Linked DNA regions of Ovis aries: region 2 is linked to region 1. Evidence: chromatin contacts called from public Hi-C data. All regions are on one chromosome and are shown on one strand. The core of a region is the stretch at or near the end of the contact, and the rest is flanking DNA. Distances in the headings are between cores, read along the strand shown.

Region 1 (5,660 bases), core at 3,115-5,614:
AGAGGTGTATTTGGGGTCTGGAAGGCAGCCATGTTCAGTGAGAACAAGGTATTAGGAGTCAGAATCAAAGTCTTACAAAGACAGAATGGGTGGGGGCAGGGTGAGTGAGGGTAGTGAAGAGGCCTCACCCCACAGCATCAGGTGGGAACTCACTGGAGGCTTCGGAAGCTTCCGGCCTCTGCCCGCTCTGGGGTCCTCTCCTCAGGGAAGTCCCAGGAAGCAGCTTCTCTTCCCTCTTCTTCCTCATCACCAGCCTCACCACACAGCTGCCCAGCCAGGAGAGGTACCAATCCCAGAGCTTGAAGCCGGCCCAGGGCCCCTGTATCATACAAGAAGCCCACAAGGGCAGCCACCACACGAGGGTGCCAGGCGCTGGCACGGGGATCCCGCAGCAAGCCCATCAACAGCTCCAATCCCCCAGCATCTCGCAGCCGGGCCCGGTTGATAGCCTCCCGGCACAGCAGACACACAGCCCGCACCAGGGGCTGCTGGGAGGCTGGGCTTGCCCCGTTGAGGCCCCGGCGCCGCCGGAGTTCACCCAACAGCACCTCCACGCCCCCAGCATTGCCCAGGGCAGGCCGCACCAGGCCCTGGGCACACAAGTTGGCGAGGATCAAGATGGTAGCCTCACGCACGGCTCTTTTGGGATGGGAGGCCAGGCCGACCAGTGGGCCGAGTCCCCCACCCAGACTGAGCTGCTCAGCACAGGCCCGGGAGCAGCCCCGACTCAGCTCCAGGAGGGCACGGACCAAGGCCAAGGTCAGTGCAGGATCTGGCGCTGCAGCCAGAAGTTCAGCCAGTGGGCGCACCGCTCCCTGCTGGGCCAGGGCCAGGCGGTGCTGGGGTGAGTCCGCCAGGTTGCGGAGGGCACGGACCACACTCTGGCGGCACTGGGAGTCCTGGAAGGCCGTCAGGCTCTCCACGAGCAGGGGAACAGCACCTTGGGGTGAGGGAGGAGATGGAGGGTGAGTGAGGACAGACCCCTGCCCCCCCATCCCTTCTTTCATCCCCAAGCCCCAGCTGGCTCCACCCTCAAAGCCTGCTCACCAGCACAGTGGATGTCCCCGCAACTCTCAGGTTCCATGGCTAAGTTCCCCAGAGCACGGGCGGTTCGGTTCTGGATGCTGTCTGTCTTCACACACTGAAGAATAGTCACTGCAAGAGAGTTTGGCCTCTTGAGGGTTCTACTCCTTCTTGTTTCTCTCCTTAACCACCTCAAGAATGTGGCCTCAGGACAGGAAGCTCAGGGCCGGTGCACTGGGATGACCCTGAGGGATGGGATGGGGAGGGAGGTGGGAGGGGAGTTCAGGATGGGGGACGCATGTACATCCATGGCTGATTCATGTCAATGTATGGCAAAAACCACTACAATACTGTAAAGTAATTAGCCTCCAATTAAAATAAGTAAATTTTTTAAAAAAGAATGTGGCCTCAGAGAGTCAGGGAAGGCCTCCAGAACAGGCCTAACACTTGCGGGATCTGGAAGGTTCGATAGGTAGGTGTTTGCTAGGTGGATGGTGGATGGGAGTGTTAAGGGACATTTCGGGTTTGGTAGCACCCTTTGCAAAGGTCCAAAAATGAGATCTAGTGTTTATGTTATGACTTCACGAAGCGCCTTGTCAGGTCAAGAGATGAGGACTTGAATGTGAGGGCACTGGGAGCCATACAGGGTTCTAAGAATGGACATGACATGATCTAAACTGGCAGTCATGAGAATGGATTACAGGGGGAAACAGTAAGGCAGAGGGAGCAACCCAGAAGCTGTCGCAACAGCAAGAAGATGGGCTGACCCAGATACCAGCACAGCCCAGCACAGTCTCTGGGCATGTGATGGAAGAAGGCAAAGCAGTGGCATGGATTCAGGAGACATTTAAAGTACAGAACAGTGAATGAATGATGGGGTTATACACTAACAACAAAATGTGTGTTTATTGAGGACTTAATGCGCCAGGCCCCTTGTCAAATACATTATGGTCCAGATACATTTTATGAAAACTGAAAATAATGTTTTACTTTATCAAAAAAAATAAAGATTTCATAAAAATAGGCCTAAGTTTATAGCTGGCAGGCAATGAAGAAGAACGCTGTGTTCACAATGTTGCCACTAGAAGGCGCCAATTTAGCCGGTAAACAGAAAAGCTTGCTATCTTCTGGGTTTGTTCTTATTTGAAAAACTGAAATGAAGATAATGCACAATATTATATAAGTTGTGTGCTCTGTTGCTCAGTTGTGTCTGACTCCTTGTGACCCCAGGGACTGCAGCCTGACAGGCTCCTCTGTGCATGGGATTTTCCAGGCAAGGATACTAGAGTGGGTGGCTAGTTCCTCCTCCAGGGGATTTTCTGGGCCTAGGGATTGAACACACATCTCCTGCATTTGGGAGGCAGATTCTTTACCAGTGAGCCACCTGAGAAGCACTATTGTATAAGTTACAAATGTACACTGTATAAGTTACAGATGCACAATATCAGTTCAGTTCAGTTCAGTATAGTGATTCCCAAATTTTAAAGGTTACATTCCATTTGTAGTTATAACACTGGCTTAGGATTTGTTCTAGTTTTTGGCTGTGCCTGGAGGCTTGCAGTTCCCTGACCAGGTATGGAACCTGGGTCCCAGCAGTGAAAGCACCAAGTCCTAACCATTAGACCACCAGGGATTTCCAGGATTTGTTCTTAACGTGCTAGTTTTTAATAACTGGGAGTACCAGTTGAGTACCTGTGCTCCATCTTTGTATTTTATTTTCTCCCTATTCCAATTTTTTAAGGTAGTTATTATTACTCCATTTTATAATCCTAGTCTCTGATGGGTCTAGCTGACTGCAGAGCCCACTTTCTGAAGCACTACACCTGAAGTCTAGCTCATCAAATGGGATTTCAGAGCTCTGCACAAGGCTAGACACAGCAGGCACTGAGTGCCTGCTATGAACATGAAGACTAAGAATCATTTCAAAGTCACCAAATAACCTCTTGGCCTCCATTATCACTTCATGGGAAATAGATGGGGAAACAGCGTCAGACTTTATTTTTGGGGGCTCCAAAATCACTGCAGATGGTGACTGCAGCCATGAAATTAAAAGACGCTTACTCCTTGGAAGAAAAGTTATGACCAACCTAGATAGCATATTCAAAAGTAGAGACATTACTTTGCCGACTAAGGTGCGTCTAGTCAAGGCTATGGTTTTTCCAGTAGTCATGTATGGATGTGAGAGTTGGACTGTGAAGAAAGCTGAGCGCCGAAGAATTGATGCTTTTGAACTATGGTGTTGGAGAAGACTCTTGAGAGCCCCTTGGATCGCAAGGAGATCCAACCAGTCCATTCTAAAGGAGATCAGCCCTGGGATTTCTTTGGAAGGAATGATGCTAAAGCTGAAACTCCAGTACTTTGGCCACCTCATGGGAAGAGTTGACTCATTGGAAAAGACTCTGATGCTGGGAGGGATTGGGGGCAGAAGGGGACGACAGAGGATGAGATGGCTGGATGGCATCACGGACTCGATGGACGCGAGTCTGAGTGAACTCCAGGAGTTGGTGATGGACAGGGAGGCCTGGCGTGCTGCGATTCATGGGGTCGCAGAGTCGGACACGACTGAGCGACTGAACTGAACTGAACTGAGCCCAGATGCGAGAGAGGTGATCCTTAAGCAATACTCAGGTAATTAGCTGAATTATCGGATCTAGGAGGGCTAGCATATAATTTCTAGAAAGCGAAGTGACGTCACGTATCTCAACAACAAGAAAACGGAGGGCGCTGCACCGTCCTAAAGCACAATCCTTCAGGTTGCAGCACAAAGAACTCGAGACTCCGCCCAGGTCCAGACAGAAGTATGGGTGGAAACCTTCTAGGAAGTGAGGGCGGAGCACTTACCCAATGGGAGAATGCCTCCGAGTCTGCGCACTTCAGCTCGGCACGCCCCTTCAGTACAGCAGTTGGCTAGGATGCTGAGCGCCAAGTCCAGCGTCTTGCGCAGGCGCGCTGGTGGCGAGGGTGTCGCTGGTGACGCAGAAGAGGGGGCGGAGCCCGGTGAAGGGGCGGGGCCAGAAGAAGCCGCTGACTCGACCGACGAGGGGGCGGAGCCTGCGCCACCCTGGGACGGGGCGGGACCCGCTGTAGCCGCTCGCCGTAGCAGCGCGAGAAGGGGGCGGAGCCCGCCGCGTGCCCGGAAGCGCTCTATTCCCCCGGCTGCCTTGACGTGGCGCGTACGGAGGGCTAAGAGCGCACGGCCCAAGGGTGTCTCGCTGGTAGCTGTGTCCTTTCCCCCACCTAGACCCTCCCCGGCCGCCGCCGTGAGCTGCGCGAGGCAGAACGAGAGCGAGTCCGTGGGGGTTGACTTCGCAGCCGCCATCTTGGCTCAGGCCTAAGGCTCCGCCCCTCTCCTCGCAGCTCGTCCAAGGGAGCGGAACTGGAAAAGAGGGGCGTGGCCAGGCACCGCCTCTCTGACGCTTGTTAAATAGCGCCGCCGCTGTTCTGCAGGTTGGAAGTTGTAGTTCTCGATCCTGGTGCTCTGACTTGCACAGTCGCAGAAAAAAATGTGGAGAGTAGTGGTTATCTATCTAATCGTTGTGAGAAACCTAGAGGCGCGTGCGGTGCATGCTGGGATATGTAGTCTGCGCCAAGTTTAACACGTCTAGCTTAGGATCGATGGGAAACTAAAGGGCCTCAGGTGGACCAGTACCTCCGACCTTGGAGTCTCAGTAAGGTGCTACTCCAGGTGACGTGTCTACTCCGCCCCCAGCGTGTCCTTGGCAACGACAGCTCGGTTTGCCGCCCCCCAGCCGTGGCCGGGGCACTGAAGTCTGCGCCGATGGGGTCTGAACCTCGAGCCAAAAGGAAAGGGTCAAGTTCCTGATAGCGCCTGCAGATGGGACCAGTTGCTCCGCCAGGTGAACGAGAGGGTTAAACCCACAGAGACCGTTTGCTGCCACTTCCTAGAATGGCACGAGCTAGTGGACATTTCCGTTTCCGGTGCCGGATTCCTGGGTCCCGAGAGTCTTCAGCTCTGGTTGTGCTTGTGAGTTGAGTGATTGGTATCTAGGAAACGGGACGCTCTTCCGGCTATGGAGTCGCCGGCTCTAGAAACGGCACGGGAGGACTCCGACGGCGCCGCGCAGCGGGGGAACCGGTTGTCTGGATCCCAGGAAATCCCAAGGTCCGCTTTTGTTTGCGGAGTTGTTTCACGCAAGCGACCTTGGTGTCGCCGGGGCAGCCGGCCGCCTGGGAAATGATGCTGGGCCTGCGGTACCTAGGTAGGTCAGTCTCTGGCCCTGGGGAGAAAGAAACTCCTGCCAAGACCAACTCTCCTGCGGTCCCTGGAGCCTTCGAGTGCCAGCGGTGTGGATTGACTACCTCCCCGATCTCAATCCACCAAAGCAGCCACGGCGGTGATAAACCCTACTGCTGTCTCCAGTGTAGCAAAAGCTTCCGACGGGGCTCAGATCTGGTTAAGCAGCACGGGGTACACACCGGCGAGAAACCGTCCCCCTGTCCCCAGTGTGACTGTTGCTTCAGCCTGAGCTCTAACCTCATGCGACACCATCACTCTCACTCAGGCCTCCGGCCTCATAAGTGTCTGGCGTGCGAGGAGCCTGTTATTGGCCGCAGCTCGGACACCGGCGGGGCCACATGGGCGAGAAGCCTGACAGCTGTGCCGAATGTGGCAAGAC
Region 2 (6,220 bases), core at 492-2,991, 150 kb before region 1:
TAGGCTGAGTCCTTTCCAATGAAGGAAAAAGTCCTGATGCTGGGAAAGACTAAAGGCAAAAACAGAAGGGGCAGCAAAGGATGAGATGGTTATATAGCATCACCAACTCAATGGACATGAATCTGAGCAAACCCCAGGAGACATTGAAGGAGGGGTGCGTGGTGTGCTGCAGTCCACGGCGTTGCAAAGAGCTGGATGGAACTGAACAAGACTGAGTCCTAAAGAACACGTACAGCTAAGGCAGACTAGAGCCCAGGAAAGAGTCAGAAGGTACTGGGGACCCTGGATAAAGACAGACTCCAGTGTCAAGAGCACTGGTCCCACCAGGAAGTGGGGGTACCAGGCACACCAAGTGCAGTTCTCGTTTACAAGCTTCAAGTGATCTCGGGCACTTTAGGTGAACACTGTCATGTCAGCTGTCTTTTTTTGTCAAGAATAAAATATCAATTTCATGGGCTTTTATCACTTGTGTGAAAAAAAGCAACAGGAGATACTAAATAACAGAATCAAGATAAAAGGAGGCTGACTTGGTGATCAACTTGGAAACAATATCAAATTGTGAAACATAACTTGAGCATGAGTCCCAGGAAGGGTACTAGGCCTGAAGCCTGCCAAACTTGGGTTCAAATGCCTTTTCCAGCAATGTGTCTCAAGTTCTCCGAGGTGCCTTCTCTCTAAAATGCAGATCCTATTACTTCTTAAGATTGTTACAGGATTACGTTAAATAAACCATATCAGAATCAAGCTGGCCTGCATTAACATTTAACAGGTAGTTCCTTCCCTCCTTCATTTTTAAGTGTCAACTGTATTTTCTCCGGGCTCATTGTTTAATTAACAAACCAAAACATAAACGTTCAAAGTACCTAACAGACACCAATTCAGCAAACTGACGCGCAACTTAGTGTGGGCGTTGCTTTTTCGATTTGGGAAAAAGGGGAATGGTAATGTCAGGGATGGATTCAGAAAACGGAACATTTACTCCAATAAGGTTAGAAAAAAAAAAGTTTACATGAACCCTGTGCCGACTCAGTGCTGATCACTGTCCATACTTTTTGGTCAGCTACCTACTTTTAAATACACCTCTTCACTACCACTCCCCTGACCTCCACGGAGGGCTCACCCGGGACGACGCGTTATTTTATTTTCTTCCTCCCAACAACCCAGGACCTGAGGGTGTCTCTACTGCCATGTGCGGATGCTGACGCTGAGGCTTCGCGCGGGCGAGCAGCGTTCTCGGCCGCTCCGGCCGGAGCCCCGCGGGCCAAGTTCAAGGCCTGCGGCCTCAGCCACGCGCCCGCCGCTCGGCCACCGCTCCGGGTCGCGGCGGGTCAAGGTCCCGCAGGCCGGGCCGGCTCGGCTCGGCGCGCGGACGTGGCTTCGGCGCCGAGCGTCGTTCTCGCCATGACCTTGAGCCCGGCCGACCGGACAGGCGTTCGGACCCGCCGAGGCTCCAGCTCGCCCCGCCGCGCCGACCGCGGCCCCGGTCCCGCCGCCCCGCAACCCGGGCGGCCCGGCCCCGTGGGGAACGCGGCCGGGGCGGGGACCCGCGCCGGGGACCCCGCGCCCTCCGCCCTGCAGCGGCCCCTCCCCGGCCGCTCCCGGAAAGGGCGGCGCTGCTCACCGGAGCCCGGGCAGGAGGCTGCCGGGGCTGGCCCGCCGCAGAAAGCCGCTGGCTAAGGCCGCTCCGCCAGCGCGCAGCACTCGCGCCGCCATCTTGCTCCGGCGCCTCGGTTCCCACCGCCCGGGCCGCCGCTGACGCCGCCGCCGCCGCCGCCACCGCCACGGCCGCCGCGACCCCTCCCCCGGCAGGGCCCGCCGAGGCGGGGGCGGGGCAGGGCGGGGCGGGGCGCGCGACCGCGGCCGTGCCGGGGCGCGGCCGCCAGGGGGCGCTGTGCGGCCGCAGTGGGTCACAGAGCCGAGGTCCCGCTACTGCGAGAAAGGAGCGAGAAACCGGGGAGGAACAGATTTTGAGACTTCAAGCGCCAGCGATGAGTTCGGTGCGCGGCACAGGGTGCGCCAAAGGAACAAGGGCCAGGCTTGTACGTACGTGGAGTGATCCACAAGGAGAGAGTCACACGGTTCCTAGAGGAATCCAGGGCCTGAGGTGCGAAGCTGGGAGGCGGGCTTCTTCCCAAATACCTTGTTTTGGACTTCGCACCATGTAAATATATTGACTTTCAAAAATAAATTACGCTTTAGTAGAAGCATCCTGGGTGGAAGCATAATGAGGTTCTCCTGCGGTCTCAGAACTCCGATGTTCCTGTTGATCTCAGTACCGGTGGCCCTGTCCTCGCCCACAAGCAGTCCCAGTCGAGTGAGGCAGGGTGTGAGTGTGAGATGGAGAGGGGGGAACTGGGACGGGAAAGCATGTAACCAGCTTTGGTGCCTGGGAAGGGGAACATAGACCCTGGTGTGCTGGCAGGATAGCTCAGTCCCAAGGGAAGGAGGTGACCTGTGCAAGCATGCAGGACAACTCCGCCTGGCCAAGGACACAACTTACAGGCATGGGCCAGGATGGCACTCTATAAGGAAAACGGATCCTGCGGAAAGATAAGAGCCACAGGTATACTCATGAAACTGCAGCCAAGACAAGGTGGGCAGAGAGCGAGCTAGATGGCTCTTCCCTGGTGGTCCAGTGGTTAAGACTCCCAATGTAGGGGGCCCAGGTTCCATCCCTGGTCAGGGGACTAGATTCCCACCTGCAGCACTGAAGATGCATGAAGCCAAATAAATATGTAAATATGTAAAGGAGGGGAGCCAGACAGTTAGAAAGGGGGAGAAACAGGGAGGAGCTCCCCAGCTGCCAAGGGGAGCATTTGGAGGCCAGCTGGAGTCCCGAAGGAGGCAAGTGCCCTCAGGATTGGGTGGGGCTGGGAGGTCTCTGCTACCTTCTGGTCTCTGCATAGCAGTGATGGGGTCAATAACTGGGCTTGTGGGACTGGGGTTGGGAGGTGAAGGCAGGAGGAAGAGGCTCTGACTGGGGCAATGTTCTACTATGTTAAGGCAAGGAGCCGCCAGGGACAGAAATGGGTCCTGTGGACAGAGAAGTGACCACACCAGGGAAAGGCAAAGGTGGGAAGGAGGCCCAGGTACTCAGGGACAGGAGGCTGAAGGCTGAGTTCCTCATTTGGCTGACACTTCATGAGACTGTAGAGGATGCAGAGACCCAACAGGGAGGCTGGGGTGAGCTCTCCCCAGGGCGGAAAGAACACGTCCCATCAGCATTGTGGGAGGCAGGGCCTCTTCAAGCCAGTGGTGTCCATGTGACTTTCTCACACCTTCCCCTGATTTCTCAGTGCTATTTCTGGAGACAACATCTTTCAGATCTATTTTCCTGACATGTAAACTTGGTAGGCATGTCTTTACTGACCTGGCTTTTGTGTTTAGTGTTAGGTCCCTCGTTCTGCACTTTTTTCCCCACCATCATTTTGCTCTGAAGTTGCATTAACCCAATGCTTTCTCCTGAGGGGAGGGAGGTACTCTTATTTCACAGGTGTGTGGCTTAGGTTAAAATATCATGGGATCAACATAGGTCATGTTCCTGGAGCAGAATTTTATGCGATTGTCAGGAAAAATATCTATGTTAAGATAAAAATGACATGTGTGTACATGTAAACATTTAAAATATTTGAGCTTTTCGAGATAACTTGGACAGGTGTCCGGTTCCCTCCACGGTAACTGGTACCACAGAGCCCCACTTAGATAAAACATTGAGGTGCCTCCCTTCGGCTCACCCTCCCTGGTGCCAAGTCCTGGGAGCCTGGCACATCATCTACCCAATCTCTATTCACTTCCCTGCCCAACTTAGTTCAGGTCTTAGGACCAGGTCACTGCCTCCCTCTCATCTTTCTCATTCCTGACACTGATGCTGTTATTCTTACTGACTCTTATTTACTCTTTAAAAATGTTTCATGGGACTTCCCTGGTGGTCCAGTAGCTAGGACTCTGCACTAGCAATGCAGGGGGCCCGGGTTCGATCCCTGGTCAGGGAACTAGATACCCACATGCCCCAACTAAGAGTTCACAAGATCCAAATAAGGATCCCTCATGCTACAATGAAGGTAAAAGATCCCGAAAGCTGCAACTAAGACCTGGCACAGTCAAATAAATATTTTTTTAAAGTTATATAACCCAGACTTCCCTGGTAGTCCAGTAGTTGACTTTCCACTTCCATTTCAGGGGGTGTGGGTTTGATTCCTGGTCAACGAACCAAGACCCCACATGCCTGGATGCTGTGCAGTATGCACCCCACCCCACCCCACCCCCCCAAATGCTGAATAACCCACTACCACTTAGAGTATGAAAGTGAAAATATGAGGTGCTCAGTCATGTCTGACTCTTCGTGACCCCATGGACTTAAGCCCAACAGGCGCCTCTGTCCATGGATTTCTTCAGGCAAAAATACTAGACTGGGTTGCTATTCCCTTCTTCAGGGGATCTTCCAAACTTAGGGATTGAACTCGGGTAGCCTGTATTCTGCGCAGTTTCTTTACTGTCTGAGCCACGTCTAACTCCTGCCTACTTCTCTACCTGAAGTGCTCACCACTTCCAGAACCCCATAGTTACACTCGTCTCTTATCCTTTGAGGACTTTATACTCCCTTCCCTCTGCCTGGAATGTTCTTTCCGCATGCCTCACACACTAACCTGGAGACTCTTCCTTTAAGACTCAATTCTAGCATTCTCTCACTTTTTCTGGAAAGTCACCTAACTTCTCCCACATTCATGTGCTTCTGTGTTTGCCATGAAGGCACCTGTGCATACCTGTCTGGAGATTATAAGCCTGGGGCAGGGTGGGAGAGGGAGGGGGTGGGGGGAGGGCAGGGCCTGCGGTTATTACTGGAAGCCAGTGCTTGCACAACACACTTATTAGCTGAGGTTGAAATATGCTCCAAGTCCCTTCTGGGACCTAGAATAGTGAAATGTATAGCTCAGTGTTTCATCAGGTCAAAATCTAAGTTATCATGGTTCATCAATGAACAGCAGTAAAACTCTGAAACTCTCCAACTTCAATGCATGTGTAAAGGACTTCCCTGGAAGTCCAGTGGTTAAGACTCCATGCTCCCGGGAATTTGGGGGAGAATGGATATGTGCATATGTATGGCTGAGTTCCTTCACTGTTCACCTGAAACTGTCACAACATGGTTAATCAGCTATACATCAATACAAAAGGAAAAAAAAAAAAAAAAAAAAAGACTCCAGGCTCTCAGGAATTAGGGGGGAGAATGGATATGTGTATATGTATGGCTGAGTCTTTTCGCTGTTCACCTGAAACTGTCACAACATTGTTAATTGTTAATTTCTATAGCTGTATACACCAATACAAAAGGAAAGGTTTTAAAAAAACAGACTCTGAGCTCCCAGTGCAGTAGGCAGGGGTTCAATCACTGGTCGGGGAAATAAGATCCCAGTGCTGAAAGATGCAGCTGAGGGGAAAAAAAAAGATGCACGGATGAGAAATTCCACTACTTCATCAATGTATTGGATTTTAAGAACTCAGTCCTATTTAATCCAGCCTAGGATACAGGATAAAAGAAAAATGACAGAATTTTAGTTTTACTTTCTACGTGCCAACATTCTAATTGGCATATTAATTGTTTCTGTCTGTGGTTAAATCAGAGAAAAACTTGAATTTTGAATATATATGATCAAAACTAAATATTCAGGAAATCAGTCCTGAATGTTCATTGGAAGGACTGATGCTGAAGCTGAAACTCCAATACTTTGGCCACCTGATGCAAAGAACTGACTCACTGGAAAAGACCCTGATGTTGGGAAAGATTGAAGGTGGGAGAAGGGGATGACAGAGGATGAGATGGTTGGATGGCATCACTGACTCTATGGACATGAGTTGAGTAGGCTTTGGGAGTTGGTGATGGACAGAGAAGCCTGGCGTGCTGCAGTTCATGGGGTTGCAAAGAGTAGGAAACGACTGAGCAACTGAACTGAAATATTCACTTAATGTGGTCTTATGTGTTTATGATCTCAAAAGGTTTTTTCCTCCCAAAATAAAAGTTTTAAGATAAATTCAAGATTCCTTTGAATGAAAAAAATATATATACCTTCTAAAACAGTGAGCTTACAGAACAATGTAGTGGATTGCTAGGCATACTCTGTGTAGCAGACAAGTACGTCCCACCAAGAAGGAAATCTGAAACATGACCATAAACTTTTATGAAAAATTATAACAAAGACTTTACTTCATTTACTTTTAGTGATTT

Evidence for each region. Hi-C and Micro-C count contacts between places; a contact is called where the count stands out from the background.
Region 2: a Hi-C map of hypothalamus shows a contact between it and region 1, with 4 times the contacts expected there. The contact joins the promoter of NIPSNAP2 here to the promoter of ARMC5 in region 1. A contact is called at or near these places in 6 of 16 Hi-C or Micro-C datasets (blood, hypothalamus, liver and 1 more).

What each region holds. Positions count from the first base shown.
Region 1 is chr24:28,013,445-28,019,104 of ARS-UI_Ramb_v3.0, reverse strand. It overlaps ARMC5 (armadillo repeat containing 5), which reads right to left and starts at 4,364. Exons shown (of 6, transcript XM_015104180.3): 1 at 3,865-4,364; 2 at 1,048-1,155; 3 at 154-940. The coding sequence starts at 4,342. LOC132658567 (a long non-coding RNA gene) reads left to right here and starts at 4,474. Exons shown (of 3, transcript XR_009598376.1): 1 at 4,474-5,660.
Region 2 is chr24:28,160,933-28,167,152 of ARS-UI_Ramb_v3.0, reverse strand. NIPSNAP2 (nipsnap homolog 2) reads right to left here and starts at 1,741. Exons shown (of 8, transcript XM_027961869.3): 1 at 1,622-1,741. The coding sequence starts at 1,713. It overlaps LOC101107495 (small ribosomal subunit protein uS17m), which reads right to left. Exons shown (of 7, transcript XM_042240716.2): 7 at 6,170-6,220. It overlaps TRNAA-AGC (transfer RNA alanine (anticodon AGC)), which reads left to right and starts at 3,920; the gene lies at 3,920-3,992.